2 separate regions of the Aphis gossypii genome follow, and region 1 is linked to region 2. The links are chromatin contacts, called in public Hi-C maps. All regions are on one chromosome and are shown on one strand. The core of a region is the stretch at or near the end of the contact, and the rest is flanking DNA. Distances in the headings are between cores, read along the strand shown. Region 1 holds the start of LOC114121095. Region 2 holds the start of LOC114121100 (nonsense-mediated mRNA decay factor SMG5).

Region 1 (3,394 bases), core at 312-2,811, 160 kb before region 2:
ACTGCAATTAAAAAATATATCTTTCCAATATCCATGTATTGAGGCTTTTTTTTAGAGGGTATTTCTATATTATGTGTAATGTGCTCAATAAGAAATCGATAATGCGATAAAGTGCCTACGATTCAAGTAAGGTACACCTCCGCTTTTCTTAACAACCGTTGTCTGTCCCAACCTTTGGTCGGTTCGTTGTGTCGTGGACCTAAGCAGCAAGCTGTCATCGTCCTGGACCGTGGCCTTCGGTACGGCCTTACAGTCGACGCACAGAAGCTCGTGAATTTCGTCAGGGTCCGCGTCCGTTGTGTCCAGTTCTGAGGGTTGCAGGTTCAACTGCTCCGGGAAGAAGTTTGTATATAGGTAATCGTCTTCGTCGACGTCCGCTGTGGCAGACACGACTAGCAACAGCACCAAATAAGCTGTAACTGCAGCTGTAAGGTTAGGCGATTCACGCATGATGATGTAAATACCTATAAACCTGCGGGCCGAGTAGTAATCAGTATTTGTATTAAAACTATAGAGTATCTTATACTATAGAGTAAATTAATTTATGATTAAAACCACCACACTAAATTGATAAAATATGATGAAGCTCAAAATTATGATAGTAATATATTATAATATTGGTATATTTATTATTAAAATAATTTAAATGTTACATAGTATATGTCTCAAAGTTCCCGAACTATAAATTTAATAAAAACATAGATTTAAAGATAAACGAATTTATTTAAAATAATCCTCTACATAAAGTCTTTGTCTAATTATATATACTCCGATACTCGTTATATCGCTAGTTAGTAAAGCTGTTCAAATAGGCTTGAACTTGAAAGAACTTATTTTGTGGAAATTATGTATACACTATATACTTTAACTGTAAAGCTCTTTGGATCGCTAGAATTTCGTCAAAGAAGTGACCTTTCGTCTTCAACTTGATTTTTGGAAATAAAAAATAATCTGCCAAAGCCAAATCGGGAGAATAGGACTAGATAGGACGATGATCTGATTTTCAGCTTAAAACCGCATTAAAATAGTGTTGCCGTGTGAACTGGAGCATCGTTATGCTAGAGCTTAAGTTCAACTTCTCGGATAACGATATTCGAGATTCGACGAATATGATGGCATTATTGTAGACCTTTCATAACTTCCAAATAAAACTAAGCATTCACCGTTTGAAACTAATTCACAGTGAATAAGGTCAAAAAATGTAGTCCAGCAATTTTATTTGGATACTTTTGTCGAATTTTCGTATGTTTTATACGTTTATTTCTGCTATCTAGTATCTATTTCCGTTTCCTAAATGTTTTTAAATTATACCTAATGAACTGTCAAATGCACTTTTAGTTTAGTATAACGTCATATCATGAACTATTTCTATTTTTTGTTTTCTTGGCTCGCCCCGTACCAATAATAATAAATATAGGTATATATAATTTTATTTTGTAAAAAAGCTATGCTCACTCAAAGACTGTTGACTTTTGCGCATGATTGTACGAAAATTTAAACTGGATAAACGCAGAATATAGATGTTAAGTATAGTTGCAATCAGCAACTCAGCTCATTGCACTTTCGCTGTCGACTATTGTATGATCATACTAAACTTATTATTATTGATAAAGGTTACTATAGTAATAATAAGGTAAATTATAAAATATGATATAAACTTGGTTTCATGTTAATGATTTATAATAAAATAAATAATCATTACAATATTGTGTATATTTTTGTTATTGTTTAATTATCCAGTACTTGGAATGAGTCTTGAGGGGGACACGGGGGATGGATTCCATCTTCTTTCAATTTGATTTGTTTAATTTATTTTATATACCTATATGTATACTTATTATATTATAATATTTTATTTTGTTAAATTGTATTTGTTTTACTTATATTTTTGAATAAATTATTTAGGTTCATCGATACAAATTTAAAATCATATTACATCATTATTATACGGAGAACCCAGTATGAGAGGAGATGGGGGTATGGGCAGAGTTTTCACAGACCTGGTAACCCTTTATCAAAATGTGTGTTTCTTCTCTATAAATGTATGCATAAATTCATATTAACGTATATTATGTATATAATGTTAATACTAACATAGTAACATACTAACGAGTAACGATAGCTATAGGTACCTTCCTATAATTGCGAAGCTCTATCCTTTTGCAATTGTACGATAGTCATCTACGTATATAGGACGTATGTAGGTACATTCTAATCTGCTTTACGCAAAACGACCATACAGGTATACACTTTGTCGTCGTCACAACAGGTATATTGGGAACAGCATCAACATTTAAACGTACTCGAATATTTTTTTTTTAGTATCAACTGTTTTCGGAGCAAATTAGATTGATTCATGTCTTGAGCTCTAAAATGTTAAGAACATATTTTAGTACTTGTTGAAGGTTCTTTTATAAAAAAATTTAAATACACCCACTTGTTAAACGTAGCAAAATGTTCATATTTTTTTTGGAAAAGAGAAAAATTATATATTTTGCCAGAACGCGACGAACGACCGTATTATACACAACACGAAGTCATATTTCTGCTCTTACTTATTATTAAACTTATTATACAACAATATTTTATGAATAATATGATTTATAAAGTAATAAATAATCTGAATAATCATGATTGTGTTCAATAAAGATCAATAATATCTATGATACTTTAAATTGGGGACTGGGGATATCACAGATTACAATAGACTTATATGGTCAACTAAATTATAATATTAAATTATTTAAAAAATTACGAACTTTAAAAATATCCCTAAGGGCCTAAAGATCCAATACGATAAATTTAATAGGTATTACGCTCATAATAATGGGTAAATAAAGTCGAAATATTTACAAGTATAACACCACGGGAATAGATTCTATGACGTTACTTGTCAACTTCAAATGCCTGTATATTGCCATAGTAAAGTCGTAAATATTATTAGGTTGGACCATTATTTTTTATATATGAAAAAAATTATTTTTTACTTTTCACTGTCCTAGAACTTAATTTATCACTGTTACACTAACGATTAGTTCATCTATATAAGGTTCAATTATATACTATTCCGGATATCTATAGTATTTAACTATAGTCACATGATACCGTTTGGGATCTGACGTTGTTACACTGCCTTTAAATGTATTTTTTCTATCATTTTAGTTGTTTGTATGATAAATAAAAAGCGCTTTGAACGTAAACACCGACACATGCGGATTACTTCATAATCATTTTATAACGTGGAACGACACCGGGTAGGCGTCTAAAACATACAATGAGAGTATCTTAATTGTACATTTTGTGTAAATATGCAGCCTCAAGTCTCAAGTGTAAATTTGTTTGACGAGATTAAACAACAGAATTATAGAACTACATATAACTATTAACTATACCC
Region 2 (3,549 bases), core at 507-3,006:
CACGTTGACTGTCGGTGGTCATTCAATAGGTATTTGTTATATGCCAAGCATACTTTTCAATGTCTCCCAAGTTTGTAGGTATATAATATACCTAACAATATATTTGAAAAAAAAATTGTAATGATTCCCGCTACGCCACGGTTTTTATTTTAGTGCATTATGGTAGCGCCATAGAAAAGTTAATAATATAAAACCAAATTTATTTATGGTTGATGGAAGTCTAATGGCATGGTAGTAATGATAAACTATAGATGACTGCTGGTGGCCATATGGCAGTCAACGTGTTAATAAGATGGGGCACACTTATATTATAATGATATATAAATGATTTAGTTATTTCTTTACCTTGCGTAGAAGTTTAGCAGTAGAATAAACATCATGATACGTTTTACGCCACATGATATCTTCAGCTTTCCGGCCATAAATTAATGGATCTGCAAGCATCATTCTTTCACAATAGTTTTTTAATTTTATTCGCTGTGTATCAACAGCAACAGTAAAAAGATCTTTGCAAGTCAGAGACCGGCCACGTTGATCATCCAAAAAATGAGATACTTCATTTATACTCCTAAAAACAAAGTTTCCATTAAACTTAAATGACATCATATAATATAATATGAATGTATATTATAATTGTAGACATAAAATTCAATAATTATCAAATAATATTGTATAACCCAATGGATTGGATTGTTGTTTTTAATACATTTTAATAACTATAAAGAAAAATACCTAGCAATTATATTATTTTTGAATTTATTTTATAAAATATTATGACTGTATACATAGTAACCAATATAAATTTGTAAAGAGAAAACTTGGTAAACATTTAAAGTTCAGTGACAATTAAATAAAAATAGCAGGGCAATGATTTACTTGCAGGATTAAACTTTAAGTATTGCTTTAAAACTGAATGAATGAGTAACATGGCACATTGTTAATGGGTTATCATCGTTAGGGTATGGGAGAAAAACATAAGCCAATCCAACAATAAAAAGGGTAGTACACAGTCTTTTTACTCACTTGTACAATTTTCTGACCGATTCACTGGCTTCTGTGGTGGGCTCCACTCCACGAGTGTTATGCAATTTTTTCATGGCAACCATTTGCTGCTTCTAGCACACACAGACTATTACACAGGACACTTAGAATTAATATTCTCGTCCAAATAAACTTAAAGACTTTAGTAGGTTCCAATCTGACCAGGTGTTTGTCAATCGTCAGTGGAAGTTATCGGTAGCGGCATTTGTCATGTAGACTTGACTTAACCATCGACAGGTGTTGAATTTTTTGTTCACGATTGGTGCAAACTCAAGGGCAGAGGTCACGTCCATTGACGCCATCACTGTAGGTTCGTGTACGGAACGAACTTGGTGAAAAGTAGCATAGGATTCCGTGACAGACGAAATCACGAGCCAGAATTTTTCCGTAATCCCGTCTTCAACGAGCTGTAGTTATCCACAGCGCGGATATTGTCGTCGTTTTTATAAAACTATTGATACAAGTCACACGCCAAGAATGTGAGAACTGAGAATGAAAGAACTAAGGAAACAAAAAAAAAAAAAAAATGAAACAATGTCGACAACAGGTTTAGCAGATTAAAACATCGAGAATCGAGTAATAACTACCTAAATCACTAATAACATTAATAATAACATTTCTAAATTATTACGACTACTATTTAGTATGAGTTATTATTTACGATAATAACGAAAAACTTTAGTCCGTGGTAATAGTGTACGACAGGACAGGTGGTGTGTACCGCCATCACGTTATCAGTACGGATCAGTGCGGCCAACGATGTGGCCGTAACATCAAAAGTTGTAACCTCGAATCTTTTGTCGACGATCGGTGGCTGTAATCGGTATTCAAAAAACGCGCAATTTAACGGTATCATGCGCTCGCGTTGTTATTGTTGTTATTTGTTTTCGGTTTTGACTTGATTTTAATTTTATTTGTTCGTTTCGTTTTCGAGTGCGTCGTTTTTCTATCACATATTCACATACCGAACAAAAAACACGAAATCCATTTGAACGTTAAGCTTATTGATTTAATATTTATGTACTCCAGGTAAATGTACACGTTATACTCGTGTCTCATTACATGAGTACTCTGCGATTTTTTATGACTTTCGAGCCTGCCTTAAATGGTTTTGACTTCAGACCGCTCCATTGATTCCATTTACTGATTATATCGTCGCTCAACCTCGGTAAGTATCTGTTTGAAATTATATACCATTAACCCTTTAGTCATCGAACTAAGTGCTAAGAAATAAGTTAACTGAATACAGATTACTATCATACACGTCTCGTTTTAGATTAAAAATTAAAATATAGTTATTGCTATATTGCTACAGCGGTACATAGATTTTTTAGAACTTGAAATGTATGTGTGGACGTTATAAGTAATTTTTTTTTATTATTATATCAAAACAATATAATATTTTCTATTTGTATATGGGTAAAATAGAATAAGTAAAAGTTATGTTACATTTAGGACTTGTTTGCTACTTAAGTGAAGGTACCTATGTGATGTTTCAAGTACTGTAGCATTATTTTAAATGTGTAAGCAAGAGAAGGATTAAAATGTGAAAAATAAGGGAGCTAAGAGAGAGTAGATTTTGTGTAGAACTTCATTCCAGGTTAAAGGTCTGAGATAACGTAAGAAAATACAGTTTTACAATATTTTTTTATCTCTAATGACGTAAAGATAATATCTGTTAATCTATGAACTTATTATAAATGATATTTTTAATCCATTAAAAATTGAGAAAGGATGGAGAAAGACTTTTAGGACGATAAGAAGAAGGAGGTCTGGCAGCTCACCAGACTGGGTTAATATTATGGTGGAATGTTTCCAAATAGATGGAATAAGTTAATAATTAGAAAAGTTTTGCTTCTTTTTATAAGTTTTGGATTGTTTGATTTATGATCTGGTAGTTTGAATCAATCTGAAGATTTGTTCTTAGATGACTTTTTGATTACCTACCTATAAAGTAAATTTTAGAAGAGGATTTATTCTTGATTGGTATAGCTATTAGAATATTCTTAAACATTTGTATTTTTTCTTATTCTAAGTTCACCTAAAATGTTGATTTTTAAATTATTCATAGATGTTATAAATTTTATTTCAAACTGTAAGAGAATCAATTTATTTTAATATGCTTAGTACAACATATTTATTTTTTACTAATTTTATATTATATTGTTTTCTGTAGTTTTTATTTGGGTTATAAAATTATTATTAATAAAATATATTATTTTTATAGATTACCAATGGCTAGTCGACAGTCTGTTAGTTCAATCTTAAAGCCACCTAAAGTAAGGGCACCTCTTAAAGAAATTGAAACAGTTGATCAAGATGCTGATGAGAATACTGCAACATTTTCTAAAAGAAAAGTGAGTTTTTCAGGGATGAATAAAATAAAAATGTATAACACAGGTGCTACATCTTTAACTGTTCATCAAGCTCCTATGTTTGATGAGCAAATTTCAATGTTATCTGATTCTTCAAATGCAGAAAAACCTAAAATATCAGGAAAGTTTGAAA

Evidence for each region. A called contact is a pair of places that touch in the nucleus more often than the background predicts.
Region 1: a Hi-C map of whole body shows a contact between it and region 2, with 4 times the contacts expected there. The contact joins the promoter of LOC114121095 here to the promoter of LOC114121100 in region 2. A contact is called at or near these places in 2 of 2 Hi-C or Micro-C datasets (both in whole body).

The regions. Positions count from the first base shown.
Region 1 is chr3:34,257,845-34,261,238 of ASM2018417v2, reverse strand. LOC114121095 reads right to left here and starts at 1,561. Exons shown (of 3, transcript XM_050204001.1): 1 at 1,456-1,561; 2 at 120-472. The coding sequence starts at 450.
Region 2 is chr3:34,098,394-34,101,942 of ASM2018417v2, reverse strand. LOC114121100 (nonsense-mediated mRNA decay factor SMG5) reads right to left here and starts at 1,756. Exons shown (of 16, transcript XM_050203987.1): 1 at 1,629-1,756; 2 at 1,024-1,542; 3 at 346-568. The coding sequence starts at 1,106. LOC114121099 reads left to right here and starts at 1,895. Exons shown (of 3, transcript XM_027983268.2): 1 at 1,895-2,209; 2 at 3,269-3,549. The coding sequence starts at 3,276.